Linked DNA regions of Mus musculus: regions 2 and 3 are each linked to region 1. A link is a contact called in public HiChIP or PLAC-seq data. All regions are on one chromosome and are shown on one strand. Each heading gives the region's core, a stretch centred on a gene start, on an enhancer-like site or on the middle of the called end of the contact. The rest is flanking DNA. Distances are from core to core; before and after follow the strand shown.

Region 1 (3,043 bases), core at 316-2,815:
ATTAAATCATGGTTTCAATCCATTCGGTTCTGGTGTGACTTGTACAATACACAGGAGCCACAAGAGAACAGAATCTAGTCTGCCTTTCTTTGATAAATTTCTCTCTTCTATAGTCTGTGTAGTAATGCCCTCCACGTCCTCAAGAAAATGAAGAGAAAAAAAAAAAAAAAAAAAAAAAAAAAACTAAAGAGGTTGCTTTTAAACATAAGTCCTTCAGCAAGAATACTGCATCACATTAGCCAAACATTCACTGCATTACTCTTCCTCTCTTTAAACACTTTAAAGGCCCAATCTTTTAGGATAGATTAATTGGAATTTGATAGATAATAAGCAAAAAGAGGTGATTTGGTTCTGGGGATTTTTCATGGGCAACCACTAGAGGTCAGTATTGGAGCACTGAAAGTCAAGTACTTGTTTCCTGTAACAGATTTCATAGACCCTCAGAAGAGTTATTTAAAAACCCTCATGCCACATCTTCCCTGTGTTATTAATGATGACTAATAAGATGTAAAATATACAAACAGCAGGTTATTTTATTCTCCCTTTCCCCTAGTTTCATAACATATTCACATTTACTATAATTCTTTTATTATTTCGCCCCAAATGAATAGTGAACAAAGTGTTCAATATATTGCATATAAAACATTTAAAACAACTTTTTTTTAAAGAAGAAAGAGAGATGCAGGATAAATTGGGATTAGCACCATTCCCTGCTGCACAGTGGACTTCATTGGTGGGCCACTCATTTACCTATCAGTAAGTAGATCCCTATAAACTATGGAGGACGGAACCTGTCTGTGTCTTTAAGGGTACACACACACCAGTTGTCAGGATGCTACCTGGAATAGAGATGTTCAGTCTGAGAAAGGTGATTCTAAGTAGATGACCTGTCCCTCTCTGTCTCTCTGTCTGTCTCTCTCTGTTTGTCTCTCTGTCTCTCTCTCTGTCTCTCTCTCTGTCTCTCTCTCTCTCTCTCTCTCTCTCTCTCTCTCTCTCTCACCTAGGACTTTGCATATGCTAAGCAACAACTCTACTACCAACTTACATTCTCAACCCTCATTCTTCCTTTTCCTTTCTTCTCCTCCCCTCCCCTCCCCTCCCCTCCCTTCCCCTCCCCTCCCCTCCTTCCCTTTCCTAATTGCCATCTTAGAACAATTCAACTTTTACTTCTACCCTCTGTTGATTTCCTGCCACCTACAGCCACTAGCAGCCTGGTCTACAAACAAAACAAAAGAAAACAAAACAAAACACAAAACAAAACAAAACAAAACAAAACAAAACAAACCCTCTAAGACACGTGATATAATTTGAGCTCAGTTAAGGGACCTAAATTACTTGTGCTATGGGAACCTAAAATCTTTATTGTAAGGAACTATAAAAATATTGCTTCATTCACTTTTACCAGTGGGCCTCGTGAGATGGCTTGGCACTTGCTGTGTATGCCCAAGGAGCTGACTTTATTCTAGAAACCAATGTAAAGGTGGGGAGGTAGTGCCATCGTATTCATTCATGGTACTCTTTCAGAACGTGAGGTGGGAGGTGGAGACAGAAGAGTCTCCTGGAAGCTTGCAGGCTCCCTTCAAGCACAGACACATGAGGCCCTGCCCTCTCTTTAACATAACAAGTGAGGCAGAAAACCTGAATGTTGTTGTCTGAATACATGCAAGGCTGTATTCCCAAACACATTGATCACAAAATTTAGGATTTAGAAAAATTAAGATATTAAACTAACTTTTTGTCTGTTAGGCTATCATTAATTGCTCTATTTTGAAAAAAGAAAAGAAAAAAAAAAGAAAAAAGAAAATTTCAAATATGCCAGGTGGTTTACTAAGTTCGTAGAATTTAGGACTGTACTGTCCAGTTTTCTGGCTCTGGCTCAGCTCTCTATGCGTTAAGTCAGTGGTGTTCAGCCATAGCTATTTATTAAAATCACTTGGGGAAATTTTATACCACACAGAGGCCGATGCTTGACCAGAGAACAACCACAATAACAACAAAATATTTCTCAGGAGCCATATAGTTACTTGCATTTTTAAGAACTTCCCAGGCAATGATGCCATAAATTCAAGATGAGAATTGAGCATTAACCAGAAGTAGCAAGTCACCTATTTGTCAGAATGACCCAAAAAAGTCTTAGTAATGCTCTAGATTCTACTTCAGCTGATCTAGGCAGGGCCTGGGCTTGTAAGGCATTTCTGATATGCACCAAATATTTACAGCTAACCTAATATCTAAAGATAAACCCAAAATTCATCCATTTGTACACAGGAGGATGGATATTATTTCAGAAACTGAAAAATGACTAATGTTAAATAATCTCTGGAACATGTAAATTCTGATCATAAATATTACCAAAATGTAACCTCTTCAGTTCCCTAATGAATATTCCTTTCATGCACATTCACATCATAAAAATTCACGAACGGAACAAAGTTGATGCTTCCCACAGCAAACAAACAGTATATTATTTTTATTATGCAATGATCTCAAAGTATTTACAATATCAAGGTAACATTAAATTTATGAATTTAAAAATGAATATATGTAGGGCTGGAGAGATGGCTGTGGAGTTAAAAGCACTGGCTGCTCTTCCAGAGGACTGAGGTTTAATTCCCAGAATGCACATAGTGGCTCACAAACATCTATCACTCCAGTTTCAGGGAATCTGACACACTTTTTGGCCGCCAAAGGCACCAGGCACACATGTAGGCATACATGAAGGTAAAACACTCATACACATAAAATAAAAAATAGAAATTAACAGTGGCATAATTCCAGTTATAAAATAGCAATTAAAATAATGTTATGGTTGGGAGTCACCACACCATGAGGAATTGTACTAAAGGGTTGCAGTGTTAGGAAAGCTGAGAACTATTGCTTTAGATGATTTGCCAGCAGTAAGAAAGTGTGTAACGATCATTTAGAAAGTTGTTGAGGACATGTAAGTTCTATTAAATTTCACAATCGTGTCTGTTCCGTGATCTGTCTGTGTGTACACATATATACATTCTGGTAACGAGGTAGTCTGCTACTCTAACAGGAA
Region 2 (3,115 bases), core at 505-3,004, 290 kb after region 1:
GGGTGCTTATGCTCAACATGCTTTCTCCCTTTAATTCAGAATGAGACCCAAGCCCATAGAACGGTACCACCCACTAGTCAAGATTAACCATCACAGGAGTAAATTCTATACTATTTACTGAAGAATGCTAATGTTACCAGACTTTGGTTTCCTCCAGAGAATTAAGGGCTATATTCTCTTGGGTAATACACATCAAAATGTCTTTAAATTCAGATTTTCATAGGCTGTTCATCACTCCCTGCCTTTGTTTTTAAAATGCTTTTTCCATTTATTCATCTTCAACAGGTTACAGATTATTAGGAGCAAGGCTCAAATGCTCAGATGCTTAGCAGAGAGCTGTCAAGGACCCTTTCCTATGGTGAGTGGCTCAGCTGCAGATGCCACCACCCTAAGGTACACACAGTAAGTTAGACAAGGACTATAAACAAGGGTGGAGGTAGGGTAAAGATGAGAGCTGAGGGCCTCACCACTTGTAACACCATAGGCTACCTGTAGCCTCCCAAAAAGAATATCCCTCTCAAAGACGGGGATAGCTATGATAGTTGCCCTGACATGTATTGTGCTTGTTTGTGACTATACTAATAGTCTATGCTCTGAAACACATCCTGGCAGATCCCCCAGTCTATTCACAGCAATAAACCCAACTAAGATAGAAAGAAGTTGGTACTAGGAACTGGGGTGTTGCTATGATAGGTCTGACCATCTTTTTTTGTTTAAAAGAATATGGACTTTGAGACTGTGGGGTATTACTGTGATAAGCATGTTTTTGTTTAGAAAAATGTGGACTTTGTGACTATGGATTAGACAATCAGTTGAATGATTTAAGTGTGACTTAAAGGGCCATGCTAATAGGAACATGGTAGACAGTGGTGCTAAGAGTGATTTGAACTGTGGAGGCCTGGCTCAAGAGATTTCAGAGGAAGTGTTTGTATGTTGCCTAGAAATCATTCTTATGATATTTTGGTGAAGAATGAATGTGGCTGCTTTACCTTTGTCTGAAGCAAAAGTGAAGAGAATCAGATTAAGGAAATCTCAAAACAGCCTAACATAGACTCTTTCTTGTGGTACATTCTTATTTTTGTTTTGTTTTAATTAGGTATTTTCTTCATTTACATTTCCAATGCTATCCCAAAAGTCCCCCATACCCCCCCCACTCCCCTACCCACCCACTCCCACTTCTTGGCCCTGGTGTTCCCCTGTACTGGGGCATATAAAGTTTGCAAGTCCAATGGGCCTCTCTTTCCAGTGATGGCCGACTAGGCCATCTTCTGCTACATATGCAGCTAGAGACACGAGCTCTGGGGGTACTGGTTAGTTCATATTGTTGTTTCTTGTGGTACATTCTTACGAAGAGCATTTTGATCAAACATAGCAAGCTGAGAAAGGAAAAAAATGCAAAATGTATGATTCAAGTATTAAAGCAGCACCAAGAAATAGAATGGAGCTAAATCCTGTGTTTAATGAGATAACCAGATTAAAGATGTTAAATAGAATTAAGGAAATGGAAACCTTGGGGACAAGATCCTACCCAGATAAGCTTCCTTCTTGTGAAAAGGTATTAAAGAAAGCTTAGATACAGACTTGTTGGTGCACACCTTTAATTCCAGCATTCAGGAGACAGAGGCATACAGATCTCTGAGTTCAAGGTAAGCATAATCTACAGAGCAAGTTCTAGGACACCCAAGCTTAGGCAGTGAAGGAAATCATGGAAAACAGAAAGCTGGTAAAGCTGTAACTGAATGAAGACGCCATGTTCCAGCCTCAACAAGGAACAGAACTTGGCAGCTTCAACCACGTGGCTCTGGCTTTAGACTCAAGAATAGAAGGGATTATGGAATATCCCTCTCTAACCAAGAAAAATCACGTAGGCCAGATGTGTGGCGGGGTGTCCCTGCACAGAGGCCTTGAGAGGCCACTGCATGAAGCAATGATATTGAAGTTGCCTTGAAGACCCCTAGATGTAAGAGATGCCAGAGCCCAGAACCATTGGATACCTGCCGAGGAAAGCTGCTAACAGAGAATGGAACGATCCCAAGAGAAAGAAGTGTGTTGCAATCAACACAGCTGAAAAGAGTGGAGATATAAAGAATGCTCTGACATCAGACACAGAGATTCAGAGTTTGGCGTTTGCCCATCTGGTTTTGGTCTTGCTTTGTTCTGGTATCTCCTCACTATGACATCTTGGAATGGTAACATATATCTTATGATTTGTTTTTTGATTTTGATTTTATAGGGAGTTAAGAGATTGAATGAATCTCAGAAGAGACTTTGAACTTTGGACTTTTAAACATTGTTGAGACTGTAATAGTCTATGGGGACTTTTGAAGTTAGACTAAATATATTTTCTATTATGTAGTATCTACAAGGTTGAGGTGGGCAGGAAGTGAAATGTGGTGGTTTGACTAGGTTTGGCCCACAGAGATTCATATATTTGAATGCCTGGCCACAGGGAGTGGAACTATTAGGACGTGTGTCCTTATTGGAAGAGGTGTGGCCTTATTAGAGGAAGTGTGTCACTATGGAGGCAAGGCTTTGAGATTTTTTTTTTTTTTTTGAAGCTCTGCCCAGTATGACAAATCTAGTCTCCTGGCTGCCTTCAGATCAAGATATAGAATTCTTGATCCTCCAGTACCAAGTCTCCTTGCACACTGCCATGCTTTCCATCATGACGAAAATGGACTAAACCTCTGAAACTGTAAGCCAGCCCCAATTAAATGTTTGTCTTTGAAAGTACCTAAGGAGCTAAAGGGATCTGCAACCCTATAGGTGGAACAACATTATGAACTAACCAGTACCCCGGAGCTCTTAACTCTAGCTGCATATGTATCAAAAGATGGCCTAGTCGGCCATCACTGGAAAGAGAGGCCCATTGGACACGCAAAATTTATATGCCCCAGTACAAGGGAACGCCAGGGCCAAAAAGGGGGAGTGGGTGGGTAGGGGAGTGGGGGTGGGTGGGTATGGGGGACTTTTGGTATAGCATTGGAAATGTAAATGAGCTAAATACCTAACAAAAAATTTTTTAAAAAAATTAAAAAAAAATGTTTGTCTTTGTTAGGACTGCCTTGGTCATAGATTCTCTTCACAGCAATAAAACCCTAACCATGATACTCTG
Region 3 (3,004 bases), core at 115-2,614, 510 kb after region 1:
GACGAGCCCGTGAACGTGCTCCAGGCCACCCTGGTCTCAAAGCAAGAGCCTGTCTCAAGAACCAAAGCCTGGCCAGGTATGGCTAGGTGGCCATACCTATAATCTGAGCTCTCAGGGAGCAGAGGTTCAGAACTTCCAGGTCAGTCCAGGCTCCAGGATTTTCTGTTCCGGGAATAAAACAAACCCAGCCAAACCAAAACAACAACAAACAAACAATCAAACACCCACGGGGAAAAAAAAGAAACCAAAACAAAGCCCAAACAAGCCCAACAGCCACCCAGTAATTGTTTCTTGTGAGATGTGGAAGTAATTTGTTTGTTTGTTTTAAATCGATGTTGGTGAGTTTACAGTGAAGAAAGGACAGTCTGGGCATGGGGCCCATGCCTTTAATTCCTTCACTTGGAAGACAGAGACAGATGGAACTCTTGTGAGTTCAAAGCCAGCCTGGTCTACAGAAGAATTTCTAGGATAGCCAAGGGTATATAATAGAGAGACCCTGTCTCAAAAACAGAACAAAAAAAAAAAAAAAAAAAAAAAAAGAAAGGACAGAACAACAAATTCTCTGCTTTCACAGACAAAGCAGGAAGCAGAAGGAGAGCGGGGAGCATTTTATGGTGTTGACTTGAGGACAGTTTTAATGTGAAAATTAGAATATAAATTTAATACTATATAGTATTAGAATTCCGTTTCTTTCGGTTCTCCAGAATTTGGCTAAACCGAATTATGTCGAAGATGTGTGCACACACACCCCACAACACAGGGTACTGGAAAGGGGTGGGATGCAAAACAGATACAAGAGGAAGAGTCCAGAGCTTAAGAGAAACGCCATCATACACACACACACAGACACAGACACACACACACAGACACACACACAGACACACACACACAGACACACACACACACACACACACACACACACACACACACACACACACACACACAAGCGCGAGTGAGGCTGGGGAGAGGTAGCATATAAGAAAAAAGATGCTAGAGTCGAGGAAGAGTCCAGACCTCAGAAAGTGACAAGCTCAGAGGCAGCGCGAGACTCCATAGGAGTGAGCTTACGGGAACCGCCTGGCCTCTTGCCTGCCAGCACCAAAGGCACTGTGGCCACAGGCCAGGCGGGTGGCCCGGGAGGAGGTGGGACAAGTTTCTCCACTCGGGGCGCGACAGCGCTCGAGACACGGGCGGGGCGCGTCGCCCGCTCCCGACAGGGCGTTGGGGCCGGTGACTCAGAGCTTTCCTCCCGGCCCCGCCCTCAGACGACCACGCCCCACCTCGTTAGCCACGCCCCGCCCCGTTGGCCACGCCCCATGAGGAGGAGCCTCGCCTTCATCTCCGCCCCAGTCTCGGGGCGGGCCGGAGTCTGAGGAAGAGGAAGGGGACGAGGACAACGAGCGACGGGCGGCGGAGGACGCGGAGGAGGAAGGGGAGGCCGACCAACAAGATGGCCCCTGCTGCAGGAGCAGCCTCAGCAGCAGCAGGTGGGGGGCTGGAGGCGGCGCTGGCGGTGGCGGCTACGGCCGTGGTCCGGCGGCCTGGGACAGAGTCAGAGTCGATGGTGGCAGCGGCGGCGGCGGCGGCTGCCGCGACGGTGGCGACGGCCGCAGGGACTCGGAGCTGAGAGGAGCTGCTGCTCGGACCAGAGCGGTGAGCAAGTGGCGGTCGGCAGTGTGGGGAGCGGGGCGGCCGCGGCCGAGAACAATAGGCAGCGACTGCGGGGATGGGGCTGTCCTCACCCGCCCTGCGCTCGGGACCGGCCCCAGGGCTTGTCAGTGGCCGGCGTCCTTTAGGCCTCAGGCCTCCGCGTGCCTCCCGGAGGGCCTGCCGGGGTAGGTAGGCCGAGGGGCGGTGCGGACGCCGCCCTGGACGCCGGGAAGGCTGGGGAGGCTGGGGCGGGAGCGGGGGGTTGGGGGGGTCCGAGGCTGACTGGTTCCGAGGTCCCTCGGAGGACAGCGGGCGGGCGGTGAGTTTGCTCGCAGGAAATGTTGTTTGGACCCCTGTCTGTGCGGTGGGGGAGGGAGTAGGCGCCTGTAAACAGCCGCCGCTCCTGCCTAGCTGCCAGGCGTGGCTGCTCCCTCCCCAGCCCCCTTCCTCCCTTGGCCAAGTGGGTTTTAGGGTGTCGGTTTCCCAGGAGTTCCTGGAGATAAACCCTATTGGCCAAGACGAAACCATGTGCAGGTGCCTTTTTCAAAAAGACTATAAGTGTACAACAACAAAAACACACAAAATGTGGTTGTTGGTAAAGGATGGAGTAGTAAGGGGTGGACCTTTCCTAACAAGGTTCTAAACATCAGGTCTCTGTAAACACCACGGTACTCACATCCCAGGTCCGAGGGAGCTAGCCGAAACAAGGGCTCTTTTTGAAGCAGCAATAATGTAACTCTTGACATCCCAGAATAGTCCGTGAAACTGGAAACAAAGCCACTTATTGGCAGCACGGAGACAGATTGTTAAGGTTTGAGCGGAACTTTTCTAACTAGCCATTTTGAATTGTGTACAGCAGAGGCGATATCATTAACCTCTTTGGTATCTGCTGGAAGCACTTAGGACAGAGAAGTGGTTCATCTGTCTCCCTTAGGAGTTCATGTGTCTGTCTCATATTCTAATCATTTTTTTTCCAGTTTGTCCCAAAATTTGGAGAAGATTCTTTTTTCTCTGTTTGAAATTTCATATTTAAAGCCTACTTTCTAAGATTTCCAATACTTTTAGCCTGCCGTTATGCTTGCCTGTGAATCCTAGCACTCAGGAGGCTGAGGCAGAGTATCCTGATTTGACAAGACTTGTATCAAAAAACTAATTCAGCCAACAAAATGCCAGACAATAGAAACTTTTACTGATAGTTTTCAAAAAACAAAAACCAGTTGTGGTTCTGTTTTAAGTGGCTAGGCTTAGGATGAGACACCTCATTTTATGTTAGTATGCTATACTGCAATAATATCTTTATACTTAAAAGTTAGCTATTTCTCCTAAATGTAATTTTTCTAGGCATTTACCACAT

What was found. HiChIP or PLAC-seq counts read pairs in DNA pulled down with a chosen protein or histone mark.
Region 2: an H3K27ac HiChIP or PLAC-seq map of embryonic stem cells shows a contact between it and region 1, with 4 times the contacts expected there. The contact joins two enhancer-like sites. A contact is called at or near these places in 4 of 484 Hi-C or Micro-C datasets (CD4 T cells, bone marrow-derived macrophages, embryonic cerebral cortex and 1 more), 2 of 115 datasets of contacts at active chromatin or transcription factors (the NIH/3T3 cell line and embryonic stem cells) and 1 of 9 other capture datasets (embryonic stem cells).
Region 3: an H3K4me3 HiChIP or PLAC-seq map of embryonic stem cells shows a contact between it and region 1, with 3 times the contacts expected there. The contact joins the promoter of Rc3h1 here to the enhancer-like site in region 1. A contact is called at or near these places in 6 of 39 promoter capture datasets (the 3T3-L1 cell line, cranial neural crest, frontonasal cranial neural crest and 2 more), 1 of 15 datasets of contacts at CTCF or cohesin (the NIH/3T3 cell line), 1 of 484 Hi-C or Micro-C datasets (bone marrow-derived macrophages), 3 of 115 datasets of contacts at active chromatin or transcription factors (astrocytes, embryonic hindbrain and embryonic stem cells) and 1 of 9 other capture datasets (embryonic stem cells).

What each region holds. Positions count from the first base shown.
Region 1 is chr1:160,399,261-160,402,303 of GRCm38.p6, forward strand. The region is part of intron 17 of Rabgap1l (RAB GTPase activating protein 1-like); the gene reads right to left. Among named protein-coding and RNA genes, the nearest start is that of Mir1927, 100 kb to the left of the region's middle. Within about 2 kb of position 1,566, at least 2 of the 459 cell types and tissues checked have an H3K27ac peak or open chromatin away from gene starts, as enhancers often do. A contact at or near this core is called in embryonic stem cells, where this site is marked.
Region 2 is chr1:160,688,942-160,692,056 of GRCm38.p6, forward strand. All of the region lies in intron 10 of Rabgap1l (RAB GTPase activating protein 1-like), which reads right to left. Among named protein-coding and RNA genes, the nearest start is that of Gm23528, 45 kb to the left of the region's middle. Within about 2 kb of position 1,755, at least 5 of the 459 cell types and tissues checked have an H3K27ac peak or open chromatin away from gene starts, as enhancers often do. A contact at or near this core is called in embryonic stem cells, where this site is marked.
Region 3 is chr1:160,905,047-160,908,050 of GRCm38.p6, forward strand. It overlaps Rc3h1 (RING CCCH (C3H) domains 1), which reads left to right and starts at 1,365. Exons shown (of 20, transcript NM_001024952.2): 1 at 1,365-1,653.